Linked DNA regions of Mus musculus: regions 1, 2, 4, 5, 6 and 7 are each linked to region 3. A link is a contact called in public ChIA-PET, HiChIP or PLAC-seq and Micro-C data. All regions are on one chromosome and are shown on one strand. The core of a region is the stretch at or near the end of the contact, and the rest is flanking DNA. Distances in the headings are between cores, read along the strand shown. Region 1 holds the start of Acbd3 (acyl-Coenzyme A binding domain containing 3). Region 2 has its middle 3.4 kb from the start of Lefty2. Region 3 holds the start of Wdr26 (WD repeat domain 26). Region 4 holds the start of Dnah14 (dynein, axonemal, heavy chain 14). Region 5 overlaps Gm32767 (a long non-coding RNA gene). Region 6 holds the start of 2900024J01Rik (a long non-coding RNA gene). Region 7 has its middle 13 kb from the start of Gm32767.

Evidence for each region. Hi-C and Micro-C count contacts between places; a contact is called where the count stands out from the background. ChIA-PET counts read pairs in DNA pulled down with a chosen protein or histone mark. HiChIP or PLAC-seq counts read pairs in DNA pulled down with a chosen protein or histone mark.
Region 1: an RNA polymerase II ChIA-PET map of memory CD8 T cells shows a contact between it and region 3, with 27 read pairs. The contact joins the promoter of Acbd3 here to the promoter of Wdr26 in region 3. A contact is called at or near these places in 3 of 39 promoter capture datasets (liver, neutrophils and pre-B cells), 3 of 115 datasets of contacts at active chromatin or transcription factors (effector CD8 T cells, extraembryonic endoderm stem cells and memory CD8 T cells) and 2 of 9 other capture datasets (adipose tissue and pancreatic islet).
Region 2: a contact with region 3 is called in a Micro-C map of embryonic stem cells, with 4 times the contacts expected there. The contact joins the enhancer-like site here to the promoter of Wdr26 in region 3. A contact is called at or near these places in 10 of 39 promoter capture datasets (the 3T3-L1 cell line, the C10 cell line, the HPC-7 cell line and 6 more), 1 of 15 datasets of contacts at CTCF or cohesin (large pre-B cells), 2 of 484 Hi-C or Micro-C datasets (both in embryonic stem cells), 10 of 115 datasets of contacts at active chromatin or transcription factors (the 230-238 cell line, embryonic stem cells, fetal liver and 5 more) and 2 of 9 other capture datasets (adipose tissue and embryonic stem cells).
Region 4: a contact with region 3 is called in an H3K27ac HiChIP or PLAC-seq map of extraembryonic endoderm stem cells, with 5 times the contacts expected there. The contact joins the promoter of Dnah14 here to the promoter of Wdr26 in region 3. A contact is called at or near these places in 15 of 39 promoter capture datasets (the 3T3-L1 cell line, 3T3-L1-derived adipocytes, the SN4741 cell line and 9 more), 1 of 15 datasets of contacts at CTCF or cohesin (the NIH/3T3 cell line) and 5 of 115 datasets of contacts at active chromatin or transcription factors (embryonic basal ganglia, extraembryonic endoderm stem cells, forebrain and 2 more).
Region 5: an H3K4me3 HiChIP or PLAC-seq map of forebrain shows a contact between it and region 3, with 4 times the contacts expected there. The contact joins the enhancer-like site here to the promoter of Wdr26 in region 3. A contact is called at or near these places in 11 of 39 promoter capture datasets (the 3T3-L1 cell line, 3T3-L1-derived adipocytes, HPC-7-derived erythroid cells and 8 more), 6 of 484 Hi-C or Micro-C datasets (LSK cells, Th1 cells, Th2 cells and 2 more), 15 of 115 datasets of contacts at active chromatin or transcription factors (DN3 thymocytes, bone marrow-derived macrophages, cardiomyocytes and 11 more) and 1 of 9 other capture datasets (embryonic stem cells).
Region 6: a contact with region 3 is called in an RNA polymerase II ChIA-PET map of memory CD8 T cells, with 39 read pairs. The contact joins the promoter of 2900024J01Rik here to the promoter of Wdr26 in region 3. A contact is called at or near these places in 3 of 39 promoter capture datasets (liver, pre-B cells and stem cell-derived epiblast-like cells), 1 of 484 Hi-C or Micro-C datasets (embryonic stem cells) and 2 of 115 datasets of contacts at active chromatin or transcription factors (memory CD8 T cells and pancreatic cancer cells).
Region 7: a contact with region 3 is called in an HNF4G HiChIP or PLAC-seq map of pancreatic cancer cells. The contact joins the enhancer-like site here to the promoter of Wdr26 in region 3. A contact is called at or near these places in 11 of 39 promoter capture datasets (the 3T3-L1 cell line, 3T3-L1-derived adipocytes, HPC-7-derived erythroid cells and 8 more), 1 of 15 datasets of contacts at CTCF or cohesin (the NIH/3T3 cell line), 5 of 484 Hi-C or Micro-C datasets (Th1 cells, Th2 cells, cerebellar granule neurons and 1 more) and 18 of 115 datasets of contacts at active chromatin or transcription factors (DN3 thymocytes, bone marrow-derived macrophages, cardiomyocytes and 13 more).

What each region holds. Positions count from the first base shown.
Region 1 is chr1:180,723,918-180,727,385 of GRCm38.p6, forward strand. It overlaps Acbd3 (acyl-Coenzyme A binding domain containing 3), which reads left to right and starts at 2,126. Exons shown (of 8, transcript NM_133225.3): 1 at 2,126-2,461. The coding sequence starts at 2,185.
Region 2 is chr1:180,887,935-180,891,527 of GRCm38.p6, forward strand. No RefSeq gene overlaps it. Among named protein-coding and RNA genes, the nearest start is that of Lefty2, 3.4 kb to the right of the region's middle. Within about 2 kb of position 2,022, at least 26 of the 459 cell types and tissues checked have an H3K27ac peak or open chromatin away from gene starts, as enhancers often do. A contact at or near this core is called in embryonic stem cells, where this site is marked.
Region 3 is chr1:181,210,279-181,214,121 of GRCm38.p6, forward strand. It overlaps Wdr26 (WD repeat domain 26), which reads right to left and starts at 1,700. Exons shown (of 14, transcript NM_145514.5): 1 at 798-1,700. The coding sequence starts at 1,159. It overlaps Gm38664, which reads left to right and starts at 1,158. Exons shown (of 6, transcript XM_011238899.2): 1 at 1,158-1,221; 2 at 1,532-1,768. The coding sequence starts at 1,158.
Region 4 is chr1:181,574,086-181,577,869 of GRCm38.p6, forward strand. Dnah14 (dynein, axonemal, heavy chain 14) reads left to right here and starts at 2,508. Exons shown (of 87, transcript NM_001377039.1): 1 at 2,508-2,643.
Region 5 is chr1:181,534,286-181,537,869 of GRCm38.p6, forward strand. It overlaps Gm32767 (a long non-coding RNA gene), which reads right to left. Exons shown (of 3, transcript XR_373754.2): 3 at 711-1,516. Among named protein-coding and RNA genes, the nearest start is that of Gm32767, 3.9 kb to the right of the region's middle. Within about 2 kb of position 1,461, at least 72 of the 459 cell types and tissues checked have an H3K27ac peak or open chromatin away from gene starts, as enhancers often do. A contact at or near this core is called in forebrain, hippocampal neurons, neural progenitor cells and 1 more, where this site is marked.
Region 6 is chr1:180,775,807-180,779,250 of GRCm38.p6, forward strand. It overlaps 2900024J01Rik (a long non-coding RNA gene), which reads left to right and starts at 2,155. Exons shown (of 3, transcript XR_373751.4): 1 at 2,155-2,253.
Region 7 is chr1:181,550,787-181,554,583 of GRCm38.p6, forward strand. No RefSeq gene overlaps it. Among named protein-coding and RNA genes, the nearest start is that of Gm32767, 13 kb to the left of the region's middle. Within about 2 kb of position 2,160, at least 113 of the 459 cell types and tissues checked have an H3K27ac peak or open chromatin away from gene starts, as enhancers often do. A contact at or near this core is called in bone marrow-derived macrophages, hippocampal neurons and pancreatic cancer cells, where this site is marked.

The DNA of each region.
Region 1 (3,468 bases), core at 876-3,375, 490 kb before region 3:
CATCTCAGCTGTAATAACTGTCAGAAACAAAGAGCTGTTAGTTATAAACCACCCAGGCTGTGGTATGTAGTTAGAGTGCAGAAGCAGCCTAAGAGAAGTGACCAGACAGATAACTACAGCAATCAATCTTGTCATGTGACCCGTGATAACAGCTTGGACAGTCTCTGTCACATAAGACAGTAAATGGCTGTGAACTTAGGGCACATCTTAAAACCTGCATAACACCAGCTAATATCATTAACCACCAGCATTAGGCCCATAGCCAGTAGATTGCTTCATTTTAAGGTAAGCCAGAAACCTGATGATATGACATTAAAATTCCAGATTTTAACAGGCTACCAAACAGTTCAGATTTAAAGTAGATACCAATTGTTCTAGTCAACTCCAGGGACACACTCTACCCTGTGAGCTCCCCTTAGGGTAAGGGCTCTTGTATATTTTAATGTTGCACATAATGGTGGTCACATTTTATTAAAAACTACCAGCCAGCAAAGCCTTTCTGATTTTTTGTTTTGTTTTGTTTTGTTTTGTTTTGTTTTGTTTTGTTTTGTTTCAAGACAGGTTCCTCTGTGCAGCCCTGCTGTTCTGGAACTCATTTTATAGATCAGGCTGGCTTTGAACTCAAAGATCTGCCTGCCTCTGCCTCCCAAGCACTGGGATTACAGGTGTGCAATCCTCCCCAACTCCTTTACATTTTGCTTTACACACTACTGTACTTTGGGAATGGAATGCCCCCCAAAGGCCATGTATTGAAGTCTTGGGTCCCATGTTGACACTATACAGAGGTGACAGAAACTTCAAGATGGGTTAGTAGGCTCTCTGGTGATGTCACAGCCTCTTGAAACACATATTAACACATAGTTTCATGACTCCAGTGTTTTCAACAAACCAAGAGGAAACAGAAGCTAGGGAACCCGCTCACAGGTGCTGAGGCAGAAGGTACCTTCCAGCAGCCTGGCCATACTATTGTGCTCTGGCACGGACTCACCTCCTGGACCATGATGCCGAGGGGTAGGACACGACTACTGTCCTTTGTATTTTCCATAGTATATGATATACAAGGTAGTCCTTAAATCATGTTGAGCTGAACTGATACTGTATGTAATTGAAGTGTGCTTTCATCCATTCATTCAGCTCAATGAAAGAGCCCTAAGCTGGAGTGCTTGCCCAGTGTATGCATGAAAATCTTACAATTTTTCACTTTTAATGAATTGGAAGACTCTGCTACGGAACCAAAAATCCCAGAATACAGCACTCGAGAACAGAGGGAGGTGGGTTTCTATGAGTTTGAGGCTAGTCTGGTCTGACCTTCATAGTGACAGGACAGCCAGGGCTATGTAGCTTACAACCATGTCTCAAAAAAAACAAAAGCAAACAGAAAGGAGAGTGCTATGTACTCTGGCTGTTTCTCCTTAACTACCTCCTACTTTCTTATACCCGACACTGCAGAGATTCTGTCTTCTGGTCCTACACTTTCGTGGCATGGATAGCTGAATTGGCCTCATGCTGTCCTTATTGCTAGTCCTGATGGCTTGCACATGTAGTCAAAGCCCTCGGGAGATTAAGGCAGGAGGACCAAGGGCAACCTGAGCTAACGAGTGAGTTCAAAGTCAGCCTGAGCTACATAGCAAAAAATAAAATAGTCAACCGTTCCCTCCCTTAGGAGAACGAACATAAATTAAGGGAGAGGACAAACACTGCAGGGGACGAAAGCCTGATTTCTACTTTAAAATGAAGACGGCAGTTGCTCTGACCGTCTGGCAGTTGCAAGAGACTCCGTAACTGGCCTGCAACTTCCCAACAGCGACTCTGCACAGATGTCTCTGCAGTTGTCCCCTGCAGGGTCGGACGCGACCAGCAGCCACCCCCAACACCGCTGCTTGGGGTTCACCTCACACACCCCCGACCAACGCGGACCGCCACGAACCCCACGGGACGTCCCGGCTCCCTGGGACGGCCACGGCGGTGGGGTGAGCCTCTCTCCGAGAGGGGCGTGAGGTCCCCAGCAAGCCGAGGGCACGGGAGGGCGTGGCCCACACGCTCGGGGGCGGGGCACCCGGCGCTTTCAAACCCCAGCCGCCTTGGCGGCGGAAGTTCCGGTGTCGGCGAGCGGAGGTGAGAGGTCAGCAGGAAGTCGATACGTGGCCGCCGCCTGTCCCCGCCGAGGAGGCGCTGCGAGCGGAGATGGCGGCGCAGCTGAACGTAGAGCAGCTCGAGGTGTCGCTCGACGGTCTCACGCTGAGCCCGGACTCGGAGGAGAGGCCCGGCGCGGAGGGGGCCCCGCCGCAGACGCCGCCGTCCTCGGCCCCGGGGAATGGACTGGGCTCCGGCGCCTCGGGGCAGCAGCGGGAGCCCGGGGAGGCGGCGGCTGAGGGCGCGGCCGAGGAGGCGCGGCGGATGGAGCAGCACTGGGGCTTTGGCCTGGAGGAGCTTTACGGCCTGGCGCTGCGCTTCTACAAAAGTGAGCGGGTCACTCGCCCCTGCGGGACTGCGGGCCGGCCATGCCTGCCCCACCCACCCGAGCTAGGCCGGGGTGACCGGAGCGCCGGTCCGTCCTTGGTGGCACCGAGAGTTTGTCACTGCCGGTCCGGCCCCTGGTCACACCCCTGAGAGACCTAGAACCCTGGTTTAGCAGCCCGTGTCGCCTAGTTGCTGGGGCGTTCCACCTGGTTTAAGTTTTCTGGTTTCCACGAGCTAGAGTGGACAGGAGCGCGCGCTCCCCGGGGCTCCTATTCTGGGATGGATTTCGCCTTTTTGTTATGTATCGGTTTTTCACGGCTCACGACAACATCGAAGCGATTTTTAAAGAGAGAAAAAAAAACTATCTTAGTGGAAGAAAATTGTATTGGGTCCCACACATCCCTTTTCTAGCCTTGTAAACCGTGAGCGTGTGTGGGACATGATCATTAGGCGATAGGGATGTGGCGAAGGATGAAGTAAAATACTAAGTTCATTTATTCCCTTTTGCCTGAGTGAGTAAGTGATGGCCACTGTGTTCTAGTAACTTCTAAGTGGCTAGGAAATTCTACCATGGAAGTGAATGATGAAGACTAAAGCGCGAAGTTCTCGTTCTCTCTCTCTCTCTCTCTCTCTCTCTCTCTCTCTCTACTGTTTCTTAAAACAAAATTGTGATGTGCGGTGATTTCCTGCCTTTTTTCTTCTCTAGTTAATACTGGAGGTAACAGTCACAAGATTTGGTCAGTGGGAAAGAGCTTGACTCATAGTCTGATTCTTAAAGGCTATTTAGGTTCTTGCGTGGGAAAACAAAGCAAGATAAGGGCAAATGAAACTTTAAAGGGGTTGCTAGGTTCCACCTGCATTCTAGAACCCCATATTTATGACAAGCTTCCCAGAGTTAGGGCTTTCGGATTGCCTAGTTCACCAGCTAAAGTTGAGTTGTTCACTGTAGTGACCCGTGTGAAGGTAGTTTTATTTTTAAATCAACTTTCATTGTGCAAACTAGGTGAG
Region 2 (3,593 bases), core at 772-3,271, 320 kb before region 3:
TAAAAGAGCTACTGTCTGTCCCTACTCTAAAATTTCTAGACAGGACAGAGAAAACCCAAAACAGATCTCAGGTCAAGGTTGTTGTCCTATGTGTGGTACCCTCTCTTTCCCCTCCCCCATCCTTTTCTTTCTTTGCGTCAGAGGTAGTCAGGAAGCGGAGGTACCATCCTCTGGAAGGGCTGGGTTGTCTATGAATGGAATAATCCTCTAATCTGATTTAGACATTTGTCTCACTGGACTGACTGCTCTGACACACCCCTGTCCCCTCTGCCCTATGTCTCCAACAGAAGAATCTTTACCTTCTGATGTCTGGACCCTGTCTCTAGTGAAATCTAGGCAGCCAGGGTTCAGGAGGCCACAGGTCTCACAGGTGACTCAAATATCAACTTCTGGAGCACACTGGCCTGGTAGAGAGTGACAGAACAGTAGGCCGTGGAAAGGGAAGGCACAGGGCCAACCCTGAAGCACGGAGGTGTTTTGCATGGAGGCTCTGTGATGCCCCACTGTGTGGAATGACTCGCCCTGGACTATGGGCCCCAGAGGATGGAGCGAACAGGGTTGTGGGGAGTTCGTTCGGTGCTTGTGCACCGGCCCTAAGGAACACACATCAGGTGGTGGCCTCAAGTGTTTGTATTTTGCCACAGCACTTCTGTGACCACTCAGAACATTCGCAGCATAGAAGCTCCGAAGGGCGGGGCTGTGGTGGAGGAGGGGGCACCTCTGCAACCTCAAAGAAGTCTGCCCTGTCCCCGCCTTAGAAGCCCTTGGGGGAGAGGTCTGATTTACACAGCTTTCTAGGACCGGAGGTGCTTTCCGGCTTTCAGGCCGGGCCGGGCTCCACCTCAGACACCCCGTCCCACTCAGATCCACAATATGAGGGAGAGGCCTAGCTTTTGCATCACAAAAGTAGCCCCACCCTCCCCCTACTTGGGCAATCTGCCCACTGTAAAAGTTTCCTAATCCACATCTGCTTCCTTCTTTGGGCCGTGGCTAATTGCCCAATCACTGTATTTCCCCAACAGAACTCCGAGGGCTCCTGGGAATCCACATCCAGGAGTCTTGGGAAGATCGACTCTGGGAGATTGACCCTCTGTTTTTCTGTCTGCGTTTTACACTGCCCTGCCCCCATTGGACCCCGAGTCGTCTGGGTTCCCAAGCTGCCTGCTGCTGATGGATGGCATCTGGCAGTAAAGCCAGCAGCAGACAGAGTTTGAGGTGTGGGAAGAGCTATGACCTTTGAGTGTCTGTGTATCAGTCCCGTGTGACCCTGGAATGCTGCAGCCCCTCCGAGACTGTTTTCTCTGTACCATCTACACTGTCTGGATAGTTAGTTTCTGCTCTGAGATGTCTGGTTCTACACACTAGCAGGGAAAGAGGATGGTTTGTCTAGACCAGTCCTTCATTGATACTGAACATCACCAGGCGATGATGATGGGGCGTTCCCTAAATTGGGAAGGGGGCTTAGTTTCTCAGTGTGGATCACCTATGCACGCCCCTAGAGGTCACCCCAGGAGTGCTCTGGGGAAGGGTTCGCCAATTCAGCCTCAGGGCCCAGGGATTCTGAGTCCCTAAAGCGACTCCCAGGTATTCCAGGTTTTTTCTTTTTAACTTAAAAAAAAAAAAAGGTGTTTTTATAGGCTAGAGAGATGGCTCAGCGGTTATGATCACTGGCTCTTGTTCCAGAGGTCCTGAGCTCAATTCCCAGCAGCCATGTGGTGGCTCACAACCATCTGTAATAGGATCCGATGCCGTCCTCTGGTGTGTGCCCTCTTCTGGTGCGTCCGAGGAGAACCACAATGTACTCACATACATAAAATAAGTAAATATAAAGATATATTTTTAAAAAACAAGGTGTTTTTATTGGGGGCGAGGAAACACACATATGCAGTAGACACACAGAGAAAAACACTCTCTGCAAAGCAGAGGACGGATTCAGAAAGCTGAGATTCCCTATCCCAGGTCCTTAGCGAGGCCAAATAATGACTATGCAGTTCCTCTTCTACCCAGGGCCCAATTCTGAACTTCCTAGGCTTAGCTATTCTATTGCTGATCACTCTGGGTGCCCCAGAAGGCCTCAGACCCAAGGTGTCCTTGAGGTGGCGGTAGAGATCCCCTGTGTACATCTGCAAGTCAGAAAGCATCTGCCCCAGATGCCTGTCCTTTGGCTCTGGCACAGAAGGTCTTACTGAACACAGCAGGGCCTTGGGTGTTACATTTTGACACGAAGCCAGCTACGATGATAAGCCACAGGGTTTCCTTTCGCCCATTGCAAGGGTGGTGAACTCTTGCATATTTAAGGCACACCAGCCCAGAAGAGCTTCCAGGGACGAAGGACCTCACGTTCTGGTGGCCTGTAAATGTGACACCTCTGTGCCGTTTGGCTTGACTAAAGCCCCAAATGTTAGCATCCTATAAAGTCCCTTCCCTGTTAATCACTTGCAAAGGAAGGCAGCGGCGGTGTTCCTTTTGAAGAAAGCCGGATACAGAGTGGGGGTCTTATATTTCAGGGGCTCCTCATTAGGAGATGTGAGCTCCAGGATGGGATTAGATTTTGTTTTTCTGTTTTTCTGTGCTGGGGGATGGAACTCAGGACCTTTCGAATGCTAGGTGAGCGTCCAGACACTGAGCTACCCCCAGCCCCAGATGAGACATTTGAAGTCCTTCTGGGGCATTACCTAGTTTCCTTGGAAACAGAGGTGGGAGATAAGAGAAAAATGACTGAGAAGCAGGTCTGTGACCCTGGGACTTCCCTCTCTGGGGCCAGCTGCCTGGATTTCTATATTTCCTCTTACTTCAGCCTGCCTATCCTGTGACCCCTCCAAACTCTCTGTCATATATATCCAAATAGCCCTAACTTTGGCAGTCAATATCTGCCCTTAGACAGGTCATGTAACAGTTTTACGCCTCGGTGTCTTCATCTATTAAGTGGAAATAATAATGCAAACCTCCCTGTCTACCCCAGGGATAAAGAGTTAACAATGCCAGGCATGGTAGTACATGCCTAGAATCTCTGCACCAGGGAGGCTGAGGTAGGAGGACTTTGAGTTCAAGGCTAGCCTGGGCTACATAATGAGACCTTGTCACAAAACAAAACAAAGCCAACACACACACACACACACACACACACACACACACACACACCCCAAAACCACACACACATCTTGCATGCATGATTTATTATGATTAGGGACAGATTTTTTTTTCTTTTCTTTGACGTGGTAGAGATCAAAACCAAGGACTTGCAAATGCTGTACTAGAGACTTAGACCCTTAGCCTTATCAGAGTTATTTCTGCTCCTCTCTTTTTTTTTTTTTTTGGGTTTTTTTTTGAGACAGGGTTTCTCTGTATAGCCCTGGCTGTCCTGGAACTCACTCTGTAGACCAGGCTGGCCTCGAACTCAGAAATTCTGCCTCTGCCCCTCGAGTGCTGGGATTAAAGGCGTGCGCCACCCTGCCCGGCAGTTATGTTCCTCTTCTAAGTTCTGAGCCCACCCACTTACTACTATAAATCTTCTACATATATTAATATGTACGTGAGAATGTGTACATATGTGTGCTCGTGCATGCACTCGTGTGTGTGTGTGTGTGTGTGTG
Region 3 (3,843 bases), core at 450-2,949:
CCTACCTCAACTCCCTCAGCTTTTCTTTCCTGTGTGTTCAAAACAGATGCGTTTTGGTTGGACCCGCTGTCTACCTTCACCCTACATTAATGACCACCCAAACTGTATTTGAAAACCAATGATTCACCAGACCTGACATCACATTTTCAAAAGAAAACCTTCTGGGTTTTGAAGTGGGATTTTACTAGTGCTAGGCCTCTAGTGTGTACACACACACACACACACACACACACACACACACACACACACGGCCTCTGTCTGCATGACTTCCACTGGGTATCTGACTTCATTATTCCCATCAGATTTACTCGACAGCCTCTTTCCAAATTATGCCAGCCCCTTAGTTCCCATAAACACTTGTAGGCGACTGTCCTTCCTGATTGGTAGTTTGCCTGGGCTGCTGTCGGTCAGGGGTGGGGGTGGGGAGGTGTCCCACAAAGATGCCTCTGAGACACACTTGAAAAACAAATCCTCCAAGGTTCATTATTTCCACCGCTCTGATCCACCCCTCCCCCAGCATAAACAACCTCGGTGTCCGCCTTCCCGGACAGACAATCCTGCTCTGGAGGTGCGCGGGGAGGGGTCGCCCTGGGTTTCCACTACCCCTCCCCAGCCCAGGCGGCTCGGCTGGCCTTAAGACATCGGGCCGATTCCCTTTCCTAGACCTCCCCTCCACCGCCCCCCCCCCCAGGGCTGTCTGTCCCCGGCCTCCTGCGCACTGGGCCCCGGGGTCCCCGCAACCCACCCGGCCGCTCGGCCCCGGCCTGGCCCTCACCAGTTGTAGGACGGACACTTACTTGAGCCCTAGGCCATTGAGGTGCTGTCCTATGAGCCTAATGACATCCTCATCGGACTGCGAGAGCCGCTTCTTCTTCTTGAGGCTGCTGCCCAGCTCGGGGGTGGCCTGGGCGGCGGCGGCGGTGGCGGAGGCCGCGGCGGCCCCGCCGGGAACCCCGTTATTGACACTCAGGCTGTTGCTATTGTTGCCAGCGGCGGAGGGGGCGGCAGGCAGGAGCCCGTTGGCGTGGGCCAGGTCCCCCGCGGACGTCGCCGAAGGGGACGACTCCCCGTTCTGCGCCGACAGGCAGGCGAGCTCCGGGGTCTGGCCCTGGCCCCCGCCGCCCCCGCCGCCGCCTCCTCCCGCCCCGTTGGCCTGCATGGTGCCGCCGCTGACCAGGCTGTGGCCGCTGCTCCGCTGCGGGGCGGCGGGGGCGGCCGGAGGCAGTCCCACCACCACCACCACGGAGGAGGAGGAGGAGGAGGCGGCCGGCGAGGGCGAGGGCGGGGGGGGGAGGCCTGCTCGGCCCGCCGAGGCCCCGGGCTCTCCTGCTCCCTCCGCCGCCGAGGCTCGGGGCTTCTTTCGCGGGGGCGGGGAGGCTCCGCCGGCGTCCGAGTCGGAGGAGGAGGAAGCGGAGGCCAGAGTTTCCTCGCCGAGAGAGGCCGTGGTGGGAGGCCGGCGGGGCGCGGCGGGGGTCGGCGGGGCGGGAGGAGGGGGAGAAGGAGGACCGGGCCCTTCCCCCCCCCTCCGGAGGCGCTCGCGGCGCGGCCCGGGGGCTCGCGGGCACTGGGGGGGGCGCGGGCCCGAAGCTGGGAGCCCGGACGGCGGCGGCGGAGGCGGCGGCGGAGGCAGCGGCCGCCTCGGTGCTGGGTCCGCGCCGCTCCGCTCCCTGGTGTGTTGATTCTTCCCCCAGCTGCTGTCTAATGGAGTCCGGGCGCTGGCGTCACAGGAAATGCCTATACTGCCCTCCTCGCTCACTTCCGGCAGCAGGTATGGAACCTATAGGGGGCTGTCACCCGGCACGTGTGTGTCCGGCGGCCGGGGTGAGGCCGTGGGGTGAAGGCGAGGGCGGCCGGGGGTGGGGGTCCGGCCCCGGCGGGGAGGCGCGACTCAGCACGACCTGGCCCGCCTGTGCGAGGCCGCCCTGGCTCCCCGGGTCAGGCGTGCGAGCTCGGCCTGCAGTAAGTTCGCAGCCTCGCTCCGGGGCCCTGCAGGGTGGGAGGCGGAGATCACGTCCTCGCCCTGCACCCTGAGTGACCCAGAAAGGAGCGAGCGGCCGGCGTGGAGGGGGCCGCAGACGCACTGGCACGGGCCAGGGTGGGGCCGCCGGCGGCCTGGTTTTGCAGCTTGTGACTTCGAGCACAAGGGTGTGCTAGGCCCCTGGCCACCGGCTTCTTGCTCTGCACTCAGGATTTAACCACTGCCTCGGTTTAGGGTGGAAACACTTGAACTTGCACAGCCAAGCACCACACACAGTTGTATCCGTGTCAGTCCAGGACAAGGGAGATGACAGCAGAGCTGAGTGTGCTCCACCCTGGGAAGGCGAAGTCGGCCGTAAACTGCCTTCCCTCTGGGAGGAAAAACAACAACTCGTGGGGGCAAGACGTTTCAAAGGCTGAGGGTGTGTAGAGGCGCTTTGCTTTGGAGTTTTACTAGGTTTGTTTTGTCTTTCTTTTAAGTGCTCGCTCAGATGTCTTGTTCCTGGTTCCTGTACCTCTGACCGAGGGGTGGGATTGGGGCACCGTTTCAGATTCTGGTTTGAAATTTTCAAGTGGCCGGAGTTTCACTGTCCCAGCGCTTTAAACGGCTTTCTTGAGTGGAGAAACACAGCAGCAGAGAACTGAGTAACTATGTTACTCTGTGGCAAATGGTCCATGGGGCCCTAGTCAGTTTCATGGACTTGGGTCGTAGCATGTAGACCTGGTGTGGACAGATATTTTTCCTGACGTGACTTCCATTTGGGAGGAAAACAACAACAAAAAGACCAAACAAACAGACCCAACAGCCTTAAGCAATACATCTTATGTCTCTGAAATTTACAACACTCACAGCTCAGTAATTTTTAGGTCTTTGGGGACAGCCTTTTTTAAATTTAGAAGTGTAATAAAAATTAGCCTATGATTTGTCAAGAATCCTGAGCTCTCTTCATCTTGAGACTGGGAAGAGAGACAGAGACCAGGGCAGTCTTACAGAGATCTAGCATTGTGGCTGTCATGCTTTAAATATGCTTTCAGGTGTCAGCTGTAATTGCAAAGTGACTCACATACGGTGTTTGTATTCACCTGAGACAGACCTTCATTTTAGCTGAGGTTCATAGGGCACAGACAGTATATCCAGCAGAGCCAGAATTACTAGATAGTCAATGCCCTCATAGAGCCCTGTACAGCAACTTTAGAAATCTCATTATCATGAAGGTTGTTAGTGTTTAGGCAAAATTTACTTTCTGAAAAATGGTTTATCGTAATCTACTGGTTCCTAGCAACCTTCAGGTGGATCAAGTCAGGAGCTTAGTTTGAGTAAAGTCTGTAGCTTTTATAAAGAAAAGGACCATTTAACTATAGGCCAGGTTTCCACTCCTTAACAAAGGGGGAGAGGAGAGGAGCAATGACTAGGACTTCATCACCATCCAGGCTCAGTGCGCACATCTCAGCTTTTCACCTCAGAGTAGCCTAGATGCCTCTTAGAAGTTCTTGAATTTATGAAATCCATATGCATGTGCCCCTTTTATCTATAGTAAAACATTGGGAGCTTATTGTCTGACTCTAGAGCCTTTAGAGACAGGTTTCGGCTCCACTTGCAATAATTTTGGAATACTGTTCTTCACATTCAGAAGGCTTTAGTAACCTCATGTTACCCACATGTTAAAAAAAAAATGTATAGTTGTCTTGCATTCCCTAGTGGATCTGGTCTTATCTCAGTCTTTCTTTTTGGCTAGCTCTCTTTTAAAAAGCCTTTTGTTTTTATTTTATTTTTAGTTAGCTCATAAATTATGTGTTTCAGATTGTACGGTGTACCTTTCTGGAAAGGTTTTAATCTCTTGCCATCTCTGTGAACCCTTTGTCACT
Region 4 (3,784 bases), core at 1,258-3,757, 360 kb after region 3:
TGGTTGCCATTACACCTATTATTAGGATATAGTAGATCAAAGTGACACAAATCTAATAGAGTTTTTAAAATAAATATTAGTAAAGAAAACAATATTGATTTAGATGTCAGTTTTGCTAAGTAAATAGTGTGTGTTATCAAGTGGTTCCTGTCCCTGGATGAATGTGATTTTCTGGATCACTTAGAGACTGAAGAAGGAATCATCAGAAATTCTCCTAGTTTTCATTTTATAGATAAAAAGAGATGGAAACTACATTCACATAGACACAACAGGTGAAAATAAAAAGGGTTTTTATACTAATTGTTTAAACCTCTGAGCCATATGAAAAATCCAAATCATGTTTTATCATAAAGTATTTTGTTAATCGGCCACCTGATAATTCTGCTAGGTCTCCCTGAGATATTTTAAGAGTGAAGAATTGGGAAAGGCTGACTTATAACCCTTCAGGTCCTAATATTTGCAGAGAACAAAGCAAACTCAGTCTCACATGTTTGACTCTGTAGATGGTTGGTTCTTGCTATTTATGGACATGAAATTGCCTGTAAAGTCAGAGCACACACTGAATTAGTGATGCTAAACCGTTATGCCTGGAATATACATGATTAGGTTCCTGATCAATATGAATTTGTTTTATGTGTGTTTCTGCTTAAATACACTTTACCTATATGTTTGATTGATTACCCTTGAACTCATTGCCAACTATGCTATAACGCATGCTTGAGCAAAGTGTACCCAAAACCATATCCCCCCTAAGCCCATCAGAGCACTTAGGAATCCTCTCTTGTACTTCAGCACTATGATTCCTGGCCACTTGAGACAGTGAAACTGCCCCCTTCCAAGGCTATAAGTTTAAGGAAAATAGTTCTATCTATATACCACAAGCAGGTTATTGGTCACTATATAAGAACCAAAATGAGAGGCCAGAGCTCTGTTTGTCTTATTTGATCTTAACTGGAACCATATGTAGTGAGTAACTGAGCATTTTCACCATTCTGTGTCCTGGTTAGTTTTTACTGACCCACTTGCCTAGGGGTAGCACCACCCACAGTGGGCTGGGCCTCCCACATCAATCATCAATCAAAACAATGTCTCACAGATATTGTCACAGGTCAATCTGATGGAGACAATTCTTCTTGAGCTTCTGTCTTCCCAGTTGACTTGTGGTTGTTGACAGTCACCAAGACAGTGTCTGAGGGCTTGTCTTTCTCTCATCGTAAAGTGGATACAGAGAGATTTAGTAATGAGGCTTAGTACAGTCACTCTTCACACCATTAATAATAATTAATTTGTATAGGAAGATACAAATCCATGATAGGAATCTCTAAAAACTTCAGTACTCCTAACAGGTCTGAGATTCTGCACCTCATATTCAGAAGTTCTGGGTCTAAGTTCAAAACCTACTGCTTTGCCTCCAGCAGAGATTGAAGACAGAGGAAAATGGCAGACTAACCATACTGCTTGTGCACAGATCTGCAGAGTTGTAACAATTGGAATTGGGATAGGAAGTGAGGGAGAGGGAAGGGCTGAGATTGAGTTTCACAACTGGGGTAAACAGAAGCAGGATTTGCTCAGGCAATGATGGCTGGAGGGAAACTTGACCTCAGGAAACTCCTCATAAGCCATCTTTTTTTTGTTATCTATCTTTCCTCCTCTTCTGCTAAAATGTAATCTCTTGTTTTATTAAAACAGATTTCTCTCAGCTTTCTGGATAGCTCTATTAAACTAAATATGATTTATTTACATATAACATTTTAATTTTTTTCCTTTAAAAGTGATGTCCCCTTATCTCCAACTTCTCTTACCAAATAGCTCTCCAAAAAATTCATCTCTTACTGTGACATATTGGAATGATCACGTCCTTAGCCCTATGAATATTGAAAATTGAAAGCTGATTATCTCGCCCCTCCCAATTAGTCATCCATTTTACAGACCCAACACATCTCTATGCTGTTTCTCTGCCTTTGTCTCTACCAACAAATAAGTAAGTCCTCAATAAATAGGTGAATAAAATATAGGGCGTCAATAAAGCCGTGTAAGACATGCAAATGGGAATTCACGAATATATGTAACCTTATTATTTAGGAATGCCTATACCTCTTGTACTCTTCACAGTACTTTTATTAGTCTCTTAATGGTGTTCTGTTTTCTTTGAGCTAGGGTCTCACTAATGTAGCCCAGGCTGATGCTCACATTTGTGGTCCTCTTAGCCAAGCGGGATTTAGAGATGTGGACACCAGGCTTGGCCGTAGTAGGTCATATGCACAGTCTGTGTAAATCATAAATGAAAGGTCCCCTCTTTCAAACGCTCAGATCTTACTCTTCACACCTATAGGTATCTCCCCCTTGGGCCCTGCCTGGCAGATTGCAGGCGGGGCTGTCAGAGGGAGGTCTTATCTGTGCTGAGCCATACAGCGGACCAGGCTTGAGCACTTCCGGTACTCACTCCGCCCCAGCGCCTGCCCCTAGCAACTGCGGGGCTCCTAAGGCCTTGGCTCCCGAGGCACGAGGCGCTTGACCGTTACTGAGTTGGGGCTGGGGCAGTAGTCTCTAAACTTGTGCCTGTGTATGCTCCTGGACTATGCAGTGCTGAGGCAGGAAAAGGAAGAAGGGGAGGAGGAGACCTTGACTGCCACAGCATACCAGGTAAACGAGGTAAACAGGTGTCTGCCCTGGGCCTCTGTGCCTGGGTCCTTGGGAGTGCCCGCACAAGTGTCTCAGAGCCCTGTCCTTCCTCAGAGAAGCAGTTTCCTAGTTGCTACTGATCAACCAGGCTTCAGCGACCCGTTCCCAGACTACGAGATTTTAAAGCTTGCTTTTTTTTTCCAGTCATAAATAAGTGATGTTTGTTGCTCTTTGCAAAACCTTGCTGCTGTTTAACATAGTCACGCACCTGCCGCTTTGTTCTAGTTTGTGTCTCTGTTGCTGTGATTCAACACCTACCGAAAGTAACTTGGGGAAGGAAAGGGTTTATTGGGCTTACACATTATAGCCCCTCATGGAGAGACACCAGGGCAGGCACTGAAACAGAGACCGTGGAGAAACCCTGCCCTGCCCTCTCATGACTTGTTCATTTTCCTGTCTTATACAGCGCAGGTCCAGTTGCCTAGCGATGGCTCTGCTCCCAGTGGTCACCGTTCTCCTACATCCCCTTAGGACCCAACTGCATCAATTAGCAGTCAAGAAAATGCCCAACATATAGGTCTGCAGGACATTCCAATGGGACCAGTCCCTCATGTGAGAATTCTTTCCCTCATGTGGGACAACTGAAGCTGTGACAGGACTTATGTGCGCAAATAACACATGGTCCCTAAGAGGATGGCTTCCCAGACACCACCTCTCTCAGATTCATGAAGCCCAACTCTAAATATCCTCATCTATACATATAACCCATCATCCTCTGGAAAACGTGAGATAATTTAGATTACTGGCGCTATCTACCCAATACAATGTAATTCTGTGTCATTACCTCGTGACACAGTAGCATTGAGGTGATAAAGGCAACAGACAAGTGAAAAAATCCTCTGTGTATGCTCAGTAAAGACAGCCATTGTAGACATGCTGAGTGTTCAGTATGTGGAAAATTCAAGCTTTGCTTTGGGGAATGTCCTGCAATTATTTTTTTGCTTGGTTCTCAAGTGCTGGAATTGTAGGTTTGTAGCCCAGCATGGTTATAGTCCTGCCCCCCCGTCAGCCCCCCCCCCACGTTTCTCTTCCCACCTTCCACTATGTCCTCTTCCCCTCCTCTCTTCCCCCTCTTTCCATACTGCAGGTTTTCCCAGGGCTC
Region 5 (3,584 bases), core at 211-2,710, 320 kb after region 3:
CCAAGGCCATCATGGGGCTGGACCAAAGATCATTTATAGTGTCTAGGCGGTTCACCTGTTCATATGTGTGGCCCTTCCTCGCAGAAGCAGAAGCCACAGACAGAATAGGAAAGAACAGAAGAGTAAAAGACACATTTGTGTATTGTGAACGGCCGTGATTTCAGTGAGGCTGGTTACCTAGAGAGAACTTGTGCTGCCCTTTGGCAGGGATCAGGGCCCGACATCCAGGTCCGTGGGCTCTTGATGTTCTTCTAGTCTTTCCTGGGTCAAAACTCAGTACTATTTCAAACTCAAAGCTGTTGAAGCGAACATTTATCTTCCATATGGAGAACTGACCAATGATGTAGAAGAACTCCTCAGGACTACAGACAGCTTTTCTCCCCCATCCTTATCCAAAACAGTATTTATGCACACGGAGTCAACTGACAGGGTTACCAGTGTTCCCTGCAAATTATAAATGTGCCCACATGCTTCTCACCCATGACTGCTCCAGGACGCCATCGCGTGGATCCAGTTACTAACCATGGTAATGTCCCCTCTGGTGGGTCCCCTCTCCCTGCTTCCCCACCCACCCTCCTTTTTTATTTCACATAGGAAACAGGAAGTCTCATCATCAGGCAAAGCCTCGAAGTGGGACCTTAACATTTGCTACTACATAATTCATGCAGATGGCAAGGTCAACAGGGCTTTGAGAGTTTATTTTGGGAGGGTGGTTTTCTGCAATTCAAATGCAGGAGTAAATGTCAACGCTAATAAAATAAAAATTCTTACAGTAGAGACTGTGTTACTAACTACAAACCAGGTGGAGGGGTGGGCTGGCTTCTCCGAGCTCACGGAGTCTTACTTCCTGCCTAATGAACGGCTCAATTCCTTCTGAAAGGCAAACACACACTGAGATAAGAAGAGCAAACTGGTAAGCCAGCAGGAGAAGTAATTTAAACCAGATTGGTGTCTCTCTCCATAAAAGGAGTAGGTTTCAGGTGTGTCTTGTAACAAAATCTAGCAATGCCGAGAGGGTCACATCACCGCAGCATGTTGGTCAGGGATTACACAAAGCATCCCATTGTTCTGATGTCACTGTGAGGCTCGTACAGAGAACTAGTGTATGGAAGGAGTCCTTGGAACGTTACTGTGTTCTATAGTTTTGTGATGATGTCTTGAGTTCTATCCAGTACAGGACAATTTTTATTTTTTATCAGTCTTCCTCTGTCTTTCTTGCCATATGGCTCTGAAATACTTTGTTCTATGACTGGGCTGGCTAAACTCGGGCCTGCTAAGTTTGCTATGTGGCCTGATGCCAGGCAACTGGATGGTTCAGGGAATAAAGATCATTAACTGTCAGCCGAGTATGTCAAGTCCCTGCTGGAAACAGCACGATGCACACGGACAGAGATCAGTTGCAGTAGGCTCGCTCATCCAGGAGACTTCTCTGCACTAGTGAGAATGAGTCATAGCTTCCATAGTCAGTCAGTGTGATGAATATTCCATGCAGGCTGCTGAGCCCAAGCAGCTGGACCTAAAGAGAATATACCACACTGTTCTATTTATACATGCAGAATAGGAAGCCATACAACCGTGTCTTAGTTAGCGTTCTACTGCTGAGAACAGACACCAGAACCTAGGACAACGTTTAACTGGGTCTGGCTTACAGGTTCAGAGCTTCAGTTCATTATCATCAAGGCAGGAGCATGGCAGCATCCAGGCAGACATGGTGTAGGAGGAGCTGAGAGTTCTACATCTTATTCTGAAGACAAACAGAAGACTGGCTCCCATGTGGTTAGGAGGAGGGTCTTAAAGCCCACACCTACAGTGGCACACCTCCTCCAACAAGGCCACACCCACAAATAGTGCCATTTCCTGAGCCACTCCCTGGGCCAAGCATATTTGAACTACCACAAGTTGATTCCCCTTGTTAGAAATGATGCCTTGTGACAGAAGCATCCTGAATGCTATGAACATCTCATTCCTGGATTTGGGGGATTGGCGCCCAGCTTATAAGAGTCCTCTGAGCTGTCTACTGTGGTGTGTGCTTATGCATACATGTATGTTTGCATGTTCGTGTATGCGTGAGTGTGTGCATGTGTCTATGTAAACAGACACACATTTGACAAAGTTGACATTGGGTGTCTTCCTTGATTGCGTTCCACTTAATCTATTGAGGCAGGATCTCTCAACTGAACGGAACTTGCCAATTCTGGCTAGTGTAACTGGCCAGCTTGTCCAAGGGATCCGCAGTCTGTTTCTCCAGTGTTGGGATTAAGGTGACCAGCGCATCTGCCAACCTTTTACATAGTTTCTGGGGATCTCAGGCTCAGTCTTCATGACTCTGTTACAAGTGCTTTAGCCACCGAGCCATCTCTCTAGCCTATGATATTAATTCTGCTATCGATGGTACTATATCTCCTGTAGCACAGACTGGCCTCAAACTCAGTGTGTAGCTGAAGCTGGCCTTCAGCTCTGATCTTCCTGCCTCCACTCGCAAACACTAGGATTACAAGCATGGGATATGAATGGAATCTGGCTCGTAAATTATTTAGTATTCTTTTGCAGTGTGTGTGTTGTGTATATGTATGTATGTATGTATGTATGTATGTATGCATATATGGAGTGTATGTCTGTGTATGTGTATATGTGTGTGTTATATGTATATATGTGTATGTGTGTTTATGTTGTGTGTGTATGTGTGTCTGTGTATATGTGTGTGTCATGTGTGTATATGATGTGTGTGTATATGCGTGCATGTTCCACCTCAGTCACTTTGATATTCATTTCTTTATATTATAAGCAAAACTCTAAAGCTCCCCTGAGTGCCACCATAGACCCAGCTCCCCTCCCCTCAGCCCCCACCTCTAACTCTTCTTCAGAGTCTCCACCTTGTTCTGACTTGGCCACCTCTCCCTCCACTTCTCAGTACTAGTTAAGCCCTGGCCCTGGAGCTGCCCCTGCCTCTCTCCAGTCCTATTTCAACTCTTTCTGCCTCTTGTAGTCTGACATTCCCGCCACTGTGAAAGACTGCTTTCTTATCAAAGCAGAGTAAGATTCACTAACGTCAGTGCACCCAGCTGTAAGAAGGAAGCATCCAGAAGGTTGGAGTCGGGGAAACAAAGGCAGCAGTGAGATCCCACATGGCTAAGGGAGGCACCACCAAGGGTTTAAAGGCCCCTTGTGTGTGTGTGTGTGAACATGGAGTGTGTCCTGTGGCCTTGGTGGGGGACACTGAGCATTTGCAAAGTACCAGGAAGGAAAGGGATTAAAGGGACAGGATGGAGTCTGTCACTAGAAAGGGAGGGAACCTAGTTCAGCACTCTGAGAATGAGGCTAAGGTGAGATGAATACCCTTGTTTCTGGATGGGAGCAGATGACCTGCTAGTCATGGCCACTGAACCAAGGCTGGCTTGTTATGTCTGTACTTGTCCCAGTAACAGAGCCACAGCGATCCACAACAGGAATCAACCTGGACGCTCCTCCCCGGTGAGCCCTGGGCTGAGCTATCACTGGGCACGGCTCACACCACCCACCTGTGGTCTGGGCCCTCTGCAGTCTCATCCAGGTTGGCACCAATTGCCCTTCTGCCTGGGACTTTG
Region 6 (3,444 bases), core at 905-3,404, 430 kb before region 3:
CCTTCATCTGGTGCATGACAAACTGCCCTTTCCCCATAGAAGGGCTGGCTGTACAGTGGGAGGGAGGTCCTCTCCCTAAGGTCCTCCCCTGTCCCAGTCCCCCTTGTCTCTGAAGGGGGTCCATCATCCCACTTAATGTAAATTACACTCAAAGAAATGGTCCTTAGATCCCTCCCCCTTTCTCCCCTCTGTTTCTGTCCGTGACTTCATGTCCAGGACTTGGAATAGTGCCAGGACCACACTCAGGATGGGGCCCTAAGAGAAAATCAGCAACCAAGTAGCAAGAAGACAAAAGAGAGTGAACAAGAAAAAAAAAAAAAAAGGTATGAAAATAGGCTTAGCTGCTTTGGGGTTTTCCTTTGTGTTTATTTTTAGCAAGGATTGTGTGCCTAGCTCTGCAGTAAAACAGCTGATGCTACCAATCTTTGTTCCAGGGATCTGCCCGAGGCAACCTCACAGGTTTCTGCAGCCCAAAGGGAAGGTGATGGGTTGCCTGGCCCACCCAAGCTGAATCCAGAGCATTAGTCTCACAGGACCTTTTCCCTCTCGTGGTACCTTCTGGGTATGGAGGAAACGAGAAGCCAAGTGCTTTGGACAAGGCTGGAAGCTGAAGAGGCAGCCCTGCTTGCGGGCTTAAGCTTCCAGAATGGATCTCCTGCTGGCGTCTGCAGGGAGAGGCTGAAATGCCCAGGAGAGATCTCCACATCAGGCATCCGGAGGAGGCAGAAGAGAGGCCACCACTGTTGGGTCTCACACTCCATTTTGGATTTGCCTTTGAGGATCCCCACCCCCGACTTCCCCAAGGGGAAGGGCTAAGGGAAAACTATTTAGTTGGTGAACCCTACCTTAAGACGCCAGATTCTGGCACAGTCCCCTGTCAAGCTAGTGCAAGCCATCTGGGAGAACCACATGGGCCCTGAGCTTCCAAGAGACCCTGAAGGCTGGAAGGCGGACATTAGGAAATAAATACTTTACCTCTGTCCTTCCGTGTCTCAATACTGGTGACTTGTGGGCACTGCCCTCCACGCAGAGCTGGACAGAGTCCCTGCACAGAATAGGCCTGGTCATCCTGAGCAAGAAGATTAACAGAGCGGGGCAGTGGTGGTGCACACCTTTAATCCCAGCACGTTGGGAGGCAGAGGCAGGCGGATTTCTGAGTTCGAGGCCAGCCTGGTCTACAGGGTGAATTCCAGGACAGCCAGGGCTACACAGAGAAACCCTGTCTCGGGAAAGAAGAAGGAGGAGGAGGAGGAGGAGGAGGAGGAGGAGGAGGAGGAGGAGGAGGAGGAGGAGGAGGAGGAAGATGATTACCAGAGCACCCTGCAGAGGACTCTAGAATTCTGAGGAAGAGACGGTGTGACACAGGGACTTTAATTCATACTCTGGACAGTTAACACTTGAGGTGTCCAGGGATCACCACTTCAGGGATGACTAAATTACTGCTTATCTACATAAACACCCAAAAGAGTCATAAATTAAGGTTCTTTTGCAAAGTGATTTATGTACCATATGTGACCTGAGAGAAAGAGTGATCTGGCTGGCACTTCTGGCCCAAGGAACTTCTGAAAATCCAGCGAGCTGTGGTCTGGGGCTGGAGCTGCCGGTCGTGTGGTTCCGGGGCCGCTACTGCAGGAAAACAGCTGTGCTTCTTTCTAAGAGATCCTGTTGTACACACCAGGCCTTGCACTGAGTAACAAAACAACACTACGACCTCTAATGTCTGTGTCTGTGACTGGAGACAGTCTTGCAAGGTGGTGGCGAGGAGGCCACAAGCTTTCGAATATCAAATTTCTGCTGCAGCGCCTTGCGGCTGTGAAACCATAGCAAGGTCAGAACCAGGGTCCCAACCTCTCCAGGGCCCCGAGGCTCATGGTCTCCCACTGCAGGAGCATACCTGCTTCCGGGACCAGCTTTCTTTTGGGGGAACGGCGCGGCCTAGCGGCCTCTGGTAACCGATGCAAGGATCCCTCTCTTCCCTCTCCCTTCCCCCTCCCGAGTCCCAGCTCTTGGTTTGCGCCTTGGCCTCGGGATCTTCCGGGTCCCACCGCGCGCTGCTCGCGGGCAAGCCGCTGGGCTCTGGCGCCTTGAGCATCCGAGCAGGTCCTGCCCCCGCCGTAGGCGTGGGGACCTAGAGCTGCCCTCCGCTCCTTGTCCCGGGCCAGAGGCGGACACTAGGCGGTAGAAGCAGCTGCAGGGTCTGCCCTGCCCCCGCCCCGCGCGGAGAGCTGCTGCCAGGAACAGCAATATTAATAGGTACAAACTTCCTGGAAAGATTTTCGTCTTCGCGGTAAATGACCCCTCCTTGTCTGCCGGGGCAGGCGACGGGGAAGCCTGGGACCCACAGGAGCCAGGGACATTTGGGACCCATGGAGCTGTGGCTCACGAGAGCTGAGGTTCATTGGTTGGGGACCCACTCGGTGGGCAGGTCACAGACACCGTAGGGCAGGGCTGGGCTCGCCTTGGTAAATTAGGCGTTGGAGCCGCGACGCCCGATTGCCATTCCTCGGGAGCGCGCACGCCCTGGGCCACCCCGCCCGTATGCAGCGGCCGTAGCTCCTCCTCCGGATCGGGCTTCGGGGACCTTTGGTCACTTAGGAGCACCCAAACAACTCTGCAGCTGGTGCCCATAGGTGCGCGTCATTCCTTTCTCTAGAATTACCTGGCCCAGAAGCAGTTGTAGCCAAAGCCACCTCTCTCTTTCCCAGTCGCCAAGAGAGGACGGATCAGGAAGCGTCCCACCGGCCGCTTGGGCGCTGTGTGGTCAGTCCATGCCTGCATCTTGCGGATAGTCAGGTCCCAGTGCCTCCGCAGGAGGCTCACTCCCCGTACGGTGGCTGGAGTTCCCAAACCCTTTTTTTTTTTTACAACTCTGGACAGGGCGCCTGTTCTAGATTGGTTGGAGGTGTTTTCCCACCTGAAAGTCATCATTCATTGAAAATATTTATTGAAGCCGATGTGGTGGGAAGCTTGTAATTCCAGCACTCTGGAGGCAGAGGGAAGAGGATCTCCCATAGGTAAAGTTAGCCAGGTACTGAGCCCTTGACTTAAACAAACAAATTATCGCTACAAAGCAAACACAAAAATCCTCTTTCCCAAAACTTGAAAAAAAAAAAAAAAAGACAGAATTGAAACATACATGTGGGCAGATGGCCATGGAAGCTCACGGGAGGAGAGGCAGGAAGAGGATGGAGCAGGACAGAGCTGTGTAGACGTGTTTAGTGTTGGGACTGGGTGGTTGGGAAAGAGCAAGCCAGCCTCACAGGCTCACTCCCAAAGATGAAGACTGGCCCTGCTGGTTCCACCGGTGGTGTGGGAGTCAGAACGGCAGTTTGGGGCATGCTGGGTTTGATGCACACATTGGACATCCAAGGGTAGGGCGGAACAGATACTGGTCAGACAGGTCTCCATGCGAGATGCGAGACAGGGGAAAACACCTGAAGGAAC
Region 7 (3,797 bases), core at 910-3,409, 340 kb after region 3:
GCTTCGTTTTGATTCATGATTCTGGAGGTCAGGAAGTCTAAGATCATAGCCCTGACAAGGGCCTAGCACTGTTTCAACGTGGCCAACAGTAGAGAGACAACTTGGTGTGTGTGAGGCAAGCCAGGCAGGAAGTGTTGTCACTTTGTAACAGCCAGCGCTCGAAAGAGCAAACCCACTCCCAAGAGAAAACATTTCTATCACTTATATCCCAAATGCCCTGATGACTCACGTGCTAAGCCTTGGTTATCAGCTGTGTGGCTGTTGGAGGCAGCTGAACCTTCAGGAGGTAGAGCCGAGGTTAGGTCACCAGGGCTGTGTCCCTGAAAGGAATATTGTGACCATAGTCCTGCCTCTTCAGTTCACTTCCTACTGCCCTGGGGAGAACAGTAAGCATGCTGCCTGTCCCTAGCATAATGTGTTATCCCACCCCAGACCCCAAAAGAATGGAATCAAGTGATCACAGACTAAGAACCCAAACTTTGCTGTTTAAGAATAAGTTGCTGTCACTCCAACGTGTTCTACACTATCGGGAAGCTGACCACCACAGGCATTAATCCCTCTTCCTTACTCTCAGCCTGGCTGGAACTTTGCCTCCCTGTGCTACCAAGATGCCAAGGAAATCTCAGCAGGGGATGTAGAGAAAAGAATCCACATTGAATCTTAGCTCCCTCTATCCCCTCTCAGCTCCTCACCTCTGCATGGCCACCCTGTCCAGCAACCCTGCATGCTTTTGCCATTGGGAAGTGGAGCTCTTTAGACAGCAGGGAGTAAACCCATGTGGTTCTTCTTAGAAGACAAACCCAAAGGAGTTGTGGATTTGATGAACAGGTTGCAAGGAAGGGAGATTCTGTGTGGATAACTGTAGAGGCCTCTCACTTTCTCCCTGCAAGGCTGGTGAGAAAGCTGGGTCTATCCACGGCCAGAGGATGGGTGGATCCAGTTTCTGGCTGCAAAGTTTCACAGCAAAGCCAAGGCTGTGGTTGCTGCTATGATGGAGCGACTTGGAGCCACAAGGGGTCAAAAGCACTTTTGAATCTGAGATGAAGTGTTTCCTGCCCCCCTTCTTTCCTCCCTTCTTCCCTTCTTTCCTCCCTCCCTTGTTCCCTCTCTTCCTTTCTTCCTTCCTTCCTTCCTTCCTTCCTTCCTTCCTTCCTTCCTTCCTTCCTTCCTTCCTTCCCTCCTCTCTTCCTTCTTTGCTTCCTTCTTTGCTTGCATGTTTTTATTTCCCTTTTGCCATTTCAGCCAGCAAGTTGCACTCTTTCTTATGCTAGCACAGAGAAAATGAGCTAGTAAAGTCCTTGCTGGCTGATGTCCCACTTGCTGTGCAGGGTAATAAGGACCTTCACTAGGGAGGCATCTTTGGGGAGTGGAGGACAAGGGATTGTCCTGTGGCCTCTGCAGCTTGACTTTATTTCCTGACTTGCTGTTGCCCCTCTCTAAAGTAGGTATTACTTCCTCCATCCTTAGTGCCTGGGAGTCAGGCTTAGGATATCCTGCAGTCACTGCTATTGGAGGTGAACCAGAGGGAGCCTAGCTTGCTTTTCCTCCTGGTTTTTGACAAGTTCTTTTATGGGATCAGTTCTTGTACTGCCATGGGAGAAAGGAGTTAAGTAATCAGGGAGGCCTTCTAGGTGACACCTAAAGCCAGAAACCTTAGTAACTTTATCTGTACATTAGAAACCTCCAACCCCCTGTCCCAGCCCTGTGCAGCTTAGAGGACATGGGAATTCAAGTCCCAGCAGGATACTGCTAGAACCAAGGGACTGAAACAGAAAGAGCAGGACAGCAGGAGCCTAAGAGCTGTGTAAGGAGGGGGAGGGAGAGTCACAGCCTACTTAGCTGCCAGGACAGCAAGGCAGAGACAGCCAGAGAACTGGACTGACAAATGAGGGCACTCCAGACTTTGGCAGATGGCAGCAAAACCACACCAGCTGCTTTTTTTCCCAGGGCTGCCCGGTCCATTTGCCAGCCATGTCATGTTTACTCTTAGGACATAAAGAGAGGTTCACTGGAAGAGGGTGACTTCAAGGCTTCTCACTGGTACTTGGAGAGCTCTGTCCAGTTGAGCAGCCTCGGCACATGTGCCACTACTGTGTTGCCCCTGGCAGAGCCGTCCCCTGACAGGCATCAGCATCCCCACTTATGCAAGTCAACCCTGGCTATGATGTAACTTTTTATGCCCTGTGACTCAGGGTGGAGGGACTCCTTGGTCCCTCAGACAGCTCAGTGATTCCTTAATCATTTCCTCCTTTTAAGTCCTTAGTCACTGCGGGAGATCTGGCTGATTTCTAAGTTTATCACTCCTTGCTCCCCGGAGAGCATTTAGTAATATGCTGCAGGGGACAGGAGCTCTCAAAGCCCGTGAAGAAAATGGGCTTTCAGACACCCCCACCCCCACCCAGAAGAAGAGCAGAGGGTGTGGTTTGAGGATGCCTGGCACCTGGGCCTCTGTGTCCCTGAACAGATGGCAGCTTACACTGCTGGCTGGAGAACTGGGAAAGTTCAGAGCTGCCTTCAGAAGGTCGACACCCACTCACCACCCTGATGAACACCCACGGATGTGACGGTCATATCTAAGAAGAGGAGGGTGCGGCTACAGACAGGGGTTTCTGTGACTCAACACAATCATCTCTCTTGGCTAAATCTCTAATATCTGCTCCCCGTTGAGGAACTTTGGGGTCCCAAAGAGGCATCCATTTACTTCTGCATTGGGGGTGGAGGACTTTACATGTTGGCTGAATTGTGTCTTTTAAATGACATCGCAAGCCAGGCATGGTAGCGTGTGCCTGTTATGGTTCCTAGCACTCAGAAAGCCAAGGCAAGAGGATAGACAGCTATGGGTCAGGATGGGCAACACAGGGAGACGATCTCAAAACAAAACAAAAATGCCTCGAGAAATTGATTTAATTCCTCCCTCTCTGTTTCCCTCCTTCTCTCTTTTTCCGTCCTCTCCCGTCCTCCTCTCCCCATTTGCAGGTTACTGAAATGTTACAGTAACCAATACGATCAACTTGATTTCTCCTCTCAACAGTACAGTTTCAGGTTTCGAGTTGAGAAGTTAGTTGAGTGTGGATGCGGCCCATTCCCTTTATAGCTATTGATCATAGTTCATTGCGGTTCCTTGTATGAGTATAGTATTTTTTGTTTTATGGACTTCACTTGCTGAACATTTAGATTTGTTTCTAGAGTTTTCCGCCAATACCATATAGTAATCCCTCTCCCTGCGTGGGCTCCCTGCGTGGGCTCCCTGCGTGGGCTCCCTGCGTGGGCTCCCTGTGTGGGGCTCCCTGCGTGGGCTCCCTGTGTGGGGCTCCCTGCGTGGGCTCCCTGTGTGGGGCTCCCTGCGTGGGCTCCCTGCAATGTTTGCAGTAAGAGGTTTATTGCTGAAATACAAGTTGAATAACGCTGTGCATGGCCACCTGACGCTCTGTGGCCAGTGAATTGCTTGTCGCACTTGAGCAAAAGGTTCCTGTGTGTTATATAAATATTTAATCCTAATCAAGGGTTTCTACCCCACCTTTGACCATTTAGTTCCCAGATAAAAGATATACACAACCTTTCTTTTTTCACACAACTTTCATATTTATAACAAGCCTTAATCAGCACAAGAGCTTGGCAGGTTTCTATCTTCTTTGCTATTATATCTATTTCCCAGCCAATAATCCCATACACAATTTGCTATGTTTCCTCTGGGCTGCTCTTAACTCCAATTAGCCAACCCAACCCACATGGCCATTATTTTAAGATTCTTATCCCATGACAGCTTTCTTCTCCATTCAACAACTTCTCTCTCTCTT